Regions from separate parts of the Bombyx mori genome. Here all the other regions are linked to region 3. A link is a contact called in public Hi-C data. All regions are on one chromosome and are shown on one strand. The core of a region is the stretch at or near the end of the contact, and the rest is flanking DNA. Distances in the headings are between cores, read along the strand shown.

Region 1 (3,694 bases), core at 250-2,749, 38 kb before region 3:
GTGATAAAAATAAACAAGGTTTAAAAAAATATCACGTTTATTGCCTCGATTGCAATTCAGAGGCACATACTACACATGTCAGTACGCGCGCTCCGTCAACGTGACAATTTAGTCACTCTCGAATATTGTCAATCACAATTTGGTCAATAATTCATTAATTGTGTCCATAGAACAAATTTCTTTTCACATTAAAATATTATCACTCAAATTATTAGGCGGAACTAACTAATGGATCATAAGGTTGCAAAATAGGTAGTTGATATGATATGCTGTGTACTCTGTTCGCTTGCTCCTGCTGTACTTTAAGTAGCACCAAATCCATAGCAGCTCGAGCATCTTCCAATGGCGAGTGACCATTGCTGCCTCTTTGTACAGTACGGCCCAGAAGCTCCTCGGATAGGGCGCGTAGTGATCGGCGCATTGGGAATCCTCGTGCGTGTGGATATAAAGCACATGTATCTACAACTGCGCTGTGCAATAACTTCAAAGCGCGGAGATCATTTTCCAGAGCATGTCCGATAAGGATTGTGTCAGTTCCAACGAATCCTAGTATATCGTTTTGTACGTCTCGTAGCGTCTTAGTCGCGCGCGCCAAGTCGCGCGGCCTGATGCCCGAGAAACGGGTGTTGTGATCGACGACAGGTGAACTCGGTTTAACTAGTGATCGGTATACAAGACGGCCATCGGCTGCAATGACCGCGATACTAGCTAATTCCAATCCTGCTGTAGTATAACACATCTCCGTGTCAATAGCATACACTCCACCGCGAGGTGAACGTGCGCGCACGTAGCCTTCAAGAGGTCCGTTCATCCCAGGACGAGTACCGCTCCACACATGAGATCGCGCTACACTGCATCCTCTTGAGCCGAGCATTGATTTGCAGCATGCGTACCGAGAATCACTACTAACACGGCCCCAATGATAGAGGCATGTTTCTTCTTTAACGTATTCACCATCACGAGTCATTCTAAACATTTTATCACAACGTACACACAAGTGTTCCACAGCATCCGCTTCTTCGTCACTGTCAGATCGCGGAGTTGACCCCAAGGACCCGCGACCGCTGTCACCTTGGGACCCGGGAACAAATTCAGGGGCATTTACATCCCACGTAGTCATCGGTCTAGGTCGAGGCGGTGGATTTATGTATACGACCGCTTTAGTCGAATTCGGTTCAATTTCCAAAGGATATCCCAAGGTCCACATGCGCTTTGGAGACAGGAAATGTGACCGGAGGGCCTGTGCTAGTTGTTCAGTGGAGAGTCTCTGCGGCGTCGACGGCGTCGTCGGCGCGGACGGGGGGCGGCGTTGATCACGCGGCTTGCGCCGGCGTGCTGCAGCGCCGGCAGGGTCCACCGACGCGACGGTCTCTTGATAAAACCAATCGTGGAATTGAATACAAAAATGCATGTTTCTTGGTTGGCTTGTGTACACATAGAGTCGAAATACGAGCGCGGAGCTTGAGTTAGAGGTACGTGCTATCGCGCGCGCGGGCGCTGTACTAATGACGCGCTGGTGGGGCAGCCCACGCTTTATACGTTACGTACGCAGCGCGCCTTCGTTAACGGGACACAACGATCGACTGGCCTATTCTCATTTTTTCTAAACAATAACACAACTTTTTCGTACAAAACATTACTTGTATTTGAACTTATTTTAGATATTTAACACGCAGAGCGTCCTAACCCTGAAGCAACTCGATTTGTACTGACGTTTGTTTAGTTGTTTACACTAAACAGCTGATGCCCGCGACCCGCGTGGACGCGATGTTTACGTACGATAATATAATATGGGTTCGACTCCGGACAAAAATGTAAATGGTAACATTAGATAATTATCTAGACATTATCGTTTCTTTATTGAATATATATAATCGTTTTTTAAGTGATCATTATTTAATCGTTTCCTTAGTACCTACTAATTATTTATTTAAGCAACAATTAATCGGTTTTGTTCCGTGAATTGTAAATTTTCATTTTCAGAGTTATGAATGATTAATTAATTTGACGATAAGAGAGAAAAATAGATAATTCACTTTAAACTACGGAAGAGTGAGAGTACAATGATTGACAAGGGAAGGAAGGCCGGTCATTGTCTCCGATTCTTAAAGCACAAATCTTACAGGAAATGTGTCAGAATATTAATGAAATTAAAATTCGGGATCCGAAAAACATATTATTTCAATCATTTATATCATCAATTATACCATCAATGTCAATGATACTATATACAGTCAATTCGTTATAAGGTTGTTTTTGAAAAAAATACTTTCGTCTTAATACAGATACCGAGAGGAAACTTTTATTTTTAACGGTAAAAATTACGATCGAACGTGAATCATACGTTTTTCAGAATCATACCGCTTACGAGACTCCGTAATAATGCCATAATTTCATCAGATTTGCTTACGTGACGAGATTTGCTTACGTGACGAACGACATTTATGAATTTGAGAATTATTTCTTAATCAAACCAATTCTAAATAAAGCTTCACTTTATTACATATTAAACTAATATGTAATTAATTTAATTATGATTTACCCTGTTCTTGGTCATGTACAAATTACATAAATATTTTATCATTATACTAATTGTCTGCAGGTGGTCTTCAAGCGTTAGAGTCCGTTTGATAAACTAACGTCTTAGGTGTATCAATGTGTAGGTTTGGTTTATTTTAATTCGGATCAATAAAACGAAATGAACTTCACTATCAAGAGCATGTGCGCATGACGGCTACATCGCATGAAGCGCATAAAGTCGGTCCGTTTGTATGTACAACGCGCTCTTTGTTGGCCACCTCTCTACGTAGAGTCGTATGCGTGTGTGCCGTGCCGTTGTTTGTATACAGAATCGCGTGTTGGCGCGCCGCCGCCGCCGGCTGGTCGGTGACACCATCGCCGATAACCTTATATATCGAACATACTTTGACTCGACTACGTTATCGCGCACAAGCTACTCTATCAGTCCGAACATCAATAACTCAATCAATTAAAAATAATTAAACCTATAAAGATATATGTGGCAAAAGTGGCCTAAGCTTACCATAGTCAGTATGGAGGCAATTAGGTTTGCATTTTCATGAATTTGAATTTGACTAAGCAAAAAAAACGATACGCGCAAAAATAATGTTTACAAAGCTATCTGTTATCTATGGGCGAAACTGTGGATAGGCCGGTTTTGCATCAAAATTTATTCAAATAAATTCGAATATACGTCATATAAGCTTGAATATAAAAAAAATGTGGTTTAGGTCACTTTTGCGTTGATGGTCTTCATATATTCATCAAAATTCACAATCCTTCGTTTTATTGTAACGGATAAACTTTAAATTCTTTGTATGACAAGCTAACTGTCGTTTCTTTTGCCACGCCGCTGAATTGGAGCCCGTCGTGGGAACTATTATAAAACGATTATTGAGCGAAACACCGGCGTGATACAATGAAACGCGGACGTACAAACAAACGTAGGTATGGTTAATTTCATATATTATTATTCGAAACTAAAATAAACCTTATTCTCGATAAATTTGGTTTTTTTTTTCAATTTCAATATGCTAATAAATCATTGAAGAAATCCACTACGTCCTACGAAAGTTATTACTGCGTACAATGTTTATTTATTTAAACATATTTCATGCAGTGCGTTACTTATTATGGTAGTAATTTAAATAGAATAATTTTTAACGTAAAATTA
Region 2 (3,494 bases), core at 548-3,047, 63 kb before region 3:
TCATTAGAGAGCCGTATCTGTGTTACAATCGGCGAAATCTTGCGACGATGTCAGCAACATAACAATGACTGACAAAAACTTAAAAAGTACACAATAAAAGAAAATGTCTGCGAGTTTATAGTACGTCAAACACAAGAGGTTCGTTAATTTAGATTCAGCTGACGATAAAGAGGCACGCGATAGTTCCATGTAACTTTTTGAATTAGTACAAATTGGACGAATTATGTCAACAGTCAAACACATATTCATGCAAAAAATATATAGCCAGACATTTTATTAGGGTTTTCACGAATGCAGTACTGGATGAAGTATTTGCGAGGTAGGTGGTAATTTAACTTTTAGCGTTCATTCATTCATAGTTCAACATCATCATCATCATATAAATAAAATTGGAGTGTCTGTTTGTAATATTGAAATAACCGCTTTTTACTACATGCATATGAATATATATACAGAACATACACCAAAATAATATTTTTTACAATTTTTAATCTAATCTCTATTTTAATCTAATCTCTGGAACGGCTGGACCGATTTTGACGGGACTTTCGCTGATAGGTAGCTGACGATATAAGGAGTAACTTAGGCTACGTTTTTTAGACTAGCTTCGCCCCGCGGCGTCACCCGCGGTACGACAATAACCGCGGGTAACATCGCGGAACTCAGCTAGTAAGTACCTAATAAAATTAAACATATTGGTTACAATATGTTGTATTCTGTTAGGTTAACCACTTATATAATTAATTTCGCTCTATAGCTTTCTTGATTGCTGCAGAAAACTCATATAGTGTTAAATTTTCTATTACATATTTTCTTCTATGTACAATAAAGAACCATCAATTTAAGTCAGTCAGTGCGGAATTCTGTTTCGACTTTCCTGATATGATATCATCATAATCACATCGGATGCGGTGGTACATATCCTATTAACTAATGCCTATACAAGTCGACGTAGGTAGACTAGGAAGATGGTCATGATAATATGTATAAGATAAAATACATAACGGAAAATAGCTTCCCGTTTTATTCTTATTAATCATAAATACATATAAAACACTATACCTATAATGAAACTTCATGTTTTGTTATTGTATTATATTTGAATCTGAATTTCGAATTTTCAAAATGTTGATCGAATTATTAAATAATTCGTTTTTGAATTTTAAATACAAACTTAAGAAATTTAATTGTAGAATCTATAAAATTTAAATTCCGTCAGAGGTTCTAGCAGAACATAGTCTAGTTGTCATCAAAAGATACGGGTAGATAAGGGAGATTCCGGCGACAGCCTCGAACTTAAGCCGTCCCCTCCTCCTTTATGCTGATTTGTGATTTGTTATAATACACATTAAATAATAAATTAATATATACTATCAATCACGCCACGTTAACTGTTCCCGTGCTAAGCTCGTAAAGAACTTGTGTTACAGGTACCAGATAACGGAAATAAATGTAAGATTTTTATTATACACATACATATATTTAATATACATCTATAACCCTGGAAAATACATTTATATTTATTATACAAATATCTTCCCTTGGCGGGATTCGAACCCGCGACCCCCTTGTGTAGTGACTATGTCAATAACCACTACACCAGACGGCCGTTAAATTGTCTTCATCATCATATTATCAAAGAGCCGGGTTGGGTAAATTACTGTATATAAATCTGACTGAATGTAATTAGAATAAGAATATCAGTAACAATACCCTTTAACGGTACAACACAAACAGCAATAAAGAATTAAAAGCGCTGTCTAAGCCCGCGCTGCGTTATCCTCGTATCGTATTTATGCGGAATAAGCCCGTTTTCGTTAAGACAATGGGTGTCTCAACAACATTGTCGAGGTTCATTGTCGAACACACAAGGTCGTCGTGATTTTAAACAAAATCACGAAACGATCGCTTCGCGTCTCCTTTATCGGTACGTAGCCATATTTGTTTTACGAATAAATATTTGTTAATATTACGGAAGGGAAGGGACGTGGATTGATTTTTGTGTTCGATTTAAAATCATAAACAAGGAAAACATGTGTTTTATTGAGGTTTCCCGCAACGTAAACGACGTCAAAGTACTTTTTGTTCAATGAAACAAAACCGATACAGAATTTACATCTTTAAAACGTTGACGTAATTATATCGATTTCTTTTTTGGATCATCTTATTAAAGCGCGGAATATCTAGTAGACTCTGGGAAAAACGAATCTGAAGATACTGAGAATGAATCTTTTTCTTACTGACTTAAAAGATTAAAATATAGGTACATTAGCTTAGTAGAATTTAGTACATAACAAAAATCGATATAATAACTTTAGTGAACCGCGTAGGACGCCTACAAGAAGAACTTAGTAGAATTTAGTACATAACAAAAATCGATATAATTACTTCAGTGCGCCGCGTAGGACACCGGTGACCTACACGGCAGTCAACGTGTTAATAAATGTTTGTTTATTTTTCATAAACTTGTATAGTTTTTAGTGGGATATGAAAGACGCGTGTGTCAACGTGAAATGAAATCATACTTTCGATTTTAAATCTAGACAAGAAGTGAACGATTATTTTAATTATATTGCGGTATCTACACAAAATTATTGCCATCAGATACCTTGAGACATAAAGGACTCTCAAAATTTTCATTGACATGTAAGTATAAAGTGTGAAAGTATTATAAGCATAAATAAGCAAAACAATGATACCCCAATCCGAACGAGTTCATGACCGAATCTATATAATTATTTGTATCGATTTTAAGTTAACAAAATAAATCGATTTCGTATGTCACATGATAAGGTGACGAATACAAGAGTAACATGCGCATTTTAAAACAAAGGATACAAAGATCTTTGTTCGTTTGGTCTCGCGAAACAAGACCGAAGATAAATACGTGATATGTTAATTAATATACATTACAATGTTTAATTGAAGCTCGTGGTTCAACGTATTGAACGTGCTATCAAAATAGGGGGGGGGGGGGGGGGGGTTACTGATTCGAGGTTGAACACATGTATATACAGGTCATTGAACGGTAGGTACGAATTTACGGTAGGCAGCGGCTTGGCTCTGCTCCTGGCATTGCTGTAGTCCATGGGCGACGGTAACCACTCAGCACCAGGTGGGCCGTATGCTTGTCTGCCTACAAGGTCAATAAAAAAAAATTGTAGGAGGGGAAATTTGTTCATGACAGTTCACTCCTTCCAAAATATCTTTGGCAAGGCATTGTGAATGTTAATTCCTTGGGCGACAATAGAAAACACGCTCTTCTGCCAACGAAAACCAATAAAATGAATATCGATCATCATCAATTTTAACGGTGCCTATCGAAAGATTATCGCTTACGTTACAGAGATTTTGTAATACTGAAAGTGTCGCAACGTTTATATATATATTTAATCTTTATTGTTGATTTTAATGTCATTATGCAATTTGATTTCGGATTGGAAAGTGAACGTGGTATCGCGATGGATATACTTTCATTGTGTCCGGTAACACGA
Region 3 (3,584 bases), core at 31-2,530:
ATGCAGTGAAAGTTTGTATTTTTAATTTTTTTACATTACATATTATATTTATCTAAGAATACATAAATGTTACCTTTTGTAACAAAAATTAGATTTAGACATATCTGTGTACAATATAAATGTTCATATTTGATTCCTCCATCTGGCATAGTCATAGTCTGCCTTGTCTTGGAAAACAATATTTGCACAGATGGTGACGATATGTTATTGTCCTAACCATAAGTTTCTGTTATTAGGCCTTTATGTGTTACTTATTCATTTCAATTTACATAAATATATATATATTCAGAAGCCCTGTACTAACTGTACTATTTAATTTAATAATTATTTTTCTTTCCAAGCTACAATGTACTTCTTCAGTTCTATTACAGAAGAAATGGCTTTGTGATACTTAACAATAGAGAACAATAAGATGCTAGTACATATTTTATTTTATATATTTTTGTAAAATGTAATCAATAAATTGAACATGAAATTGCATTATATAGTCAAAATTCGTACTTTTCTTATACTTTAGGTTTTCTTTAAAGAAAATTATCGACGACATTTTCTTTAAGCTTTATATGTAAAATAATGGGATCATTAACACATATTTTTTTCTATAATTAATTATATGAGATCTTTAGTTCAATGACTTACAGAGTACAGTTGTTGAGGACGTAAATTCTATGTATGTCAGGTACATTCTCAAGTCAACTTTTCAAGTACAGTTATAGCATCCGCTCGCATAGCACAAAAACCGCATGAGATACATACTAGGTACCTACTGTGTCCGTTGCCGGTAAATAGTTATGCTTTTACGTACATACCTTCAACTTATTTGAATCTGCTAAAAAAATTCGGCGAATTTTCTGGTGTTGTTTTTAAAATAATTAAGAACTATTTAAAAAAATTTAGAAGCTTCTAAAATTTAATTCTAACCCTTACCAGAATTGTTCTCTCTCTCACGTTCCTCCACCGCTTGGTTTTTGTTGCGGAATATAATTTTGTAAATGAAATGCAACAAAACGCAGACTAAAACTGCAGTTGCCGACAAGAGGAACACGTGAATGTTTTGACCGCTTTCAATCTCTCCCATTCTGACTAAATTCTTTCGCGGAAACTAAGAATAGTGCACAAATTAAGATTTACGATAAATTATAATCACGCGGTCACACAAACAATAACTAACCACAGATACTTATATGACTGACTGAACAGAATTGATTGAATGAAGTGAATATATTCAATTAGTCAACCACGATGCGGCGCGGGAACACGTGCCGGTACTTATCTGTCACTGTCAAACTGTCAAGCTTTGTTTTTGTCGTTTTCTACAAGACCTGGTATTTGTGCTTTTAAGCCAAATAAGTTTTAAAATCTCAAGCTTCTTAAATCAGCCAGCTTCTTAATTAGCAATTCAAAAAGCCAAACATGGAGCATAGGCATAGATCAAATTACGAAACTAAAGATTAATGTATTTGAGTATTATAATACTGGTCCGGATTTGATTCACTGTTATAGTCATTATCAAACGTAATAATGTATTTTGATTTCAGACTTTTGTTATTTTGTAGTTTTGTACAACTTCAGCATCAGTAATATCGTAGAGCAAATAGGCGTTTGCCGAAATGCTTAAAATTAAAATAAGTTATTCAATAGTGCATTTCATACTATCACATTGGTGAACAAAAACATTTAGAAATGAAATAAGCTAAATTGCTAAATCTAAAAAATTGCAGAAATCTAGGTAGAGAGTGTACATGTAACTGTGAACACCTACCCTAATGCATTGTGGTCACCCATTATGTGTTTCTAGAAATCATTTTTGGCACACGCTAGCAGATTAGATTTAATTTTCCATAGTGTTTCTTTCTCAAGTGGTCTCACGGATAGTTATTTTAAGTTATATACACGAGTGTATAAGAGTTGTAGACAGGCAGGAAATTTACGAAGGCAATAGTAAGCTCCTGTTAAAAGAATATGGCTCCAAGTAACATTATGTTATGTTGCATACTGTTATTATTGACCAAACTCAAAAGTTGGCTAGGTACCTTTTAACTATGGCTTTATGGATTGAGTCTAAAAAACATTTTCAGTCATAAAAAGAGTATGTTATCTATTTAAAAGAAAAATAGTATTTAATCAGTGGAGTATGTAAGTACATTGCTAAAAGCAATGAGTTTGTTTAACTAAAATCTGACAAGTGTCATGAAATACACTTAATGAGATTGAAATCTGTTGAATAATAATAATACTTATAAACTCAATTTTTCAACAATGTAGAATGAAGTACCAAATTTTAAGTTTTATTGTAAATTAAAATGTCGTCTCGTCGGGGTGGCAGGTATCAATATCTTGACTCTGTAGAAAACTAGAATATGGTTATTTGAAAGGCTTGCTTGTTTTATACATATTTCAAAATTTAACATTAGCGAACAAACAAAAGAAAGACATGCTTGAATAATTTGTTATGTTTGCCTCATTTTATACTTATAACTTCACTTTGAAACTATATACTACAAAATAATCTAAATATCAACTAAAAATTATACTATGGAGATAGTGTTTTACAGCTCTTGTGCAAAAAAGTTGAGTAACTATTAATAGGTTGTTGTTGTTGTTGTAGTCCTAGGGTACCCCGCTGGTAGATAGGGCCCTCGCAAGTTGTCTCCACTTTACCCTGTCTTGCGCTTGCTCCTTGACATCACTCCAGGTCACGTTGGCAGTCCTCATCTCACTCTCTACGGTGCGTCGCCAAGTGTGTACAGGGCGACCAATAGGTACTCAAAATTTATTATCCAAAACAATAACCAAAACTAAACAGATCAATTGCAAGCCAGACAAATAAATGGGTGTTACATAGGGGATACGTTTTAGAAAAAGGGATTTCAATGGTAAATAAATAAAACTATTTCATGATTATCAATCCCAAAAATAAGTTTTTTTAAAAGAAAGAATTTTGTTGAAATTTTGTGAAAGAAAAACATTATTTTAACATCTTCCAGTTAAAGCATTAATTATTACCATCATAAATGTACACTTCTACACCGCTGGACAGAGACGTGTGAGCTTACAGCCCTGAGACTGATCTTCGGCTTTTCTCATTCACACAGTCAACAGTTTATTTTGAACACTTGAAGTGTTCTAAGAAATCTCTTACGCCTATTAAATAAGAGGATATCTTACGTCTATTTTAAATTATATGTTCACAAGAATAATGCTACGATATTTGACCACATTACAGGTTATGAATCTAAAACGACAAAAACTTTTTTTTAATCTTTAATTCAGTAAAACCCATACTTACATTACTTAAAATCTATGTTAGTAACTTAAAAACCTAACACATTAGTATTTAACTACATATTTATTACAATTTTTTTAGTCATCCCCAAGTGCCTGCTGTAAAGACAATTAACTAGCAGTCCAATCTTGCTCGATATGATGTTCAAAAGTCATTTGCTGAGCTACATAATTGTTTTTTAAGTTTATGATGATTGGTTTTTTAACAATCCAGATTGGTAACCTTTTCAAGTCTAATGATGATATAATTTTTCAAATAGATTTATAGCTTAGAATAGTACTGTTTTTAAATTCTTTTT

The links. A called contact is a pair of places that touch in the nucleus more often than the background predicts.
Region 1: a contact with region 3 is called in a Hi-C map of posterior silk gland, with 2.2 times the contacts expected there. The contact joins the enhancer-like site here to the promoter of LOC101737318 in region 3. A contact is called at or near these places in 2 of 7 Hi-C or Micro-C datasets (posterior silk gland and whole pupa).
Region 2: a Hi-C map of posterior silk gland shows a contact between it and region 3, with 2.9 times the contacts expected there. The contact joins the enhancer-like site here to the promoter of LOC101737318 in region 3. A contact is called at or near these places in 2 of 7 Hi-C or Micro-C datasets (posterior silk gland and whole pupa).

The regions. Positions count from the first base shown.
Region 1 is chr8:8,654,967-8,658,660 of ASM3026992v2, forward strand. The region is part of intron 2 of LOC101737318 (transducin beta-like protein 2); the gene reads right to left. Among protein-coding and RNA genes, the nearest start is that of Mir2807a-3, 18 kb to the left of the region's middle. Within about 2 kb of position 1,500, at least 8 of the 8 cell types and tissues checked have open chromatin away from gene starts, as enhancers often do.
Region 2 is chr8:8,629,839-8,633,332 of ASM3026992v2, forward strand. All of the region lies in intron 3 of LOC101737318 (transducin beta-like protein 2), which reads right to left. Among protein-coding and RNA genes, the nearest start is that of Mir2807a-3, 6.9 kb to the right of the region's middle. Within about 2 kb of position 1,798, at least 3 of the 8 cell types and tissues checked have open chromatin away from gene starts, as enhancers often do.
Region 3 is chr8:8,693,455-8,697,038 of ASM3026992v2, forward strand. LOC101737318 (transducin beta-like protein 2) reads right to left here and starts at 1,281. Exons shown (of 6, transcript XM_004932074.5): 1 at 928-1,281. The coding sequence starts at 1,078.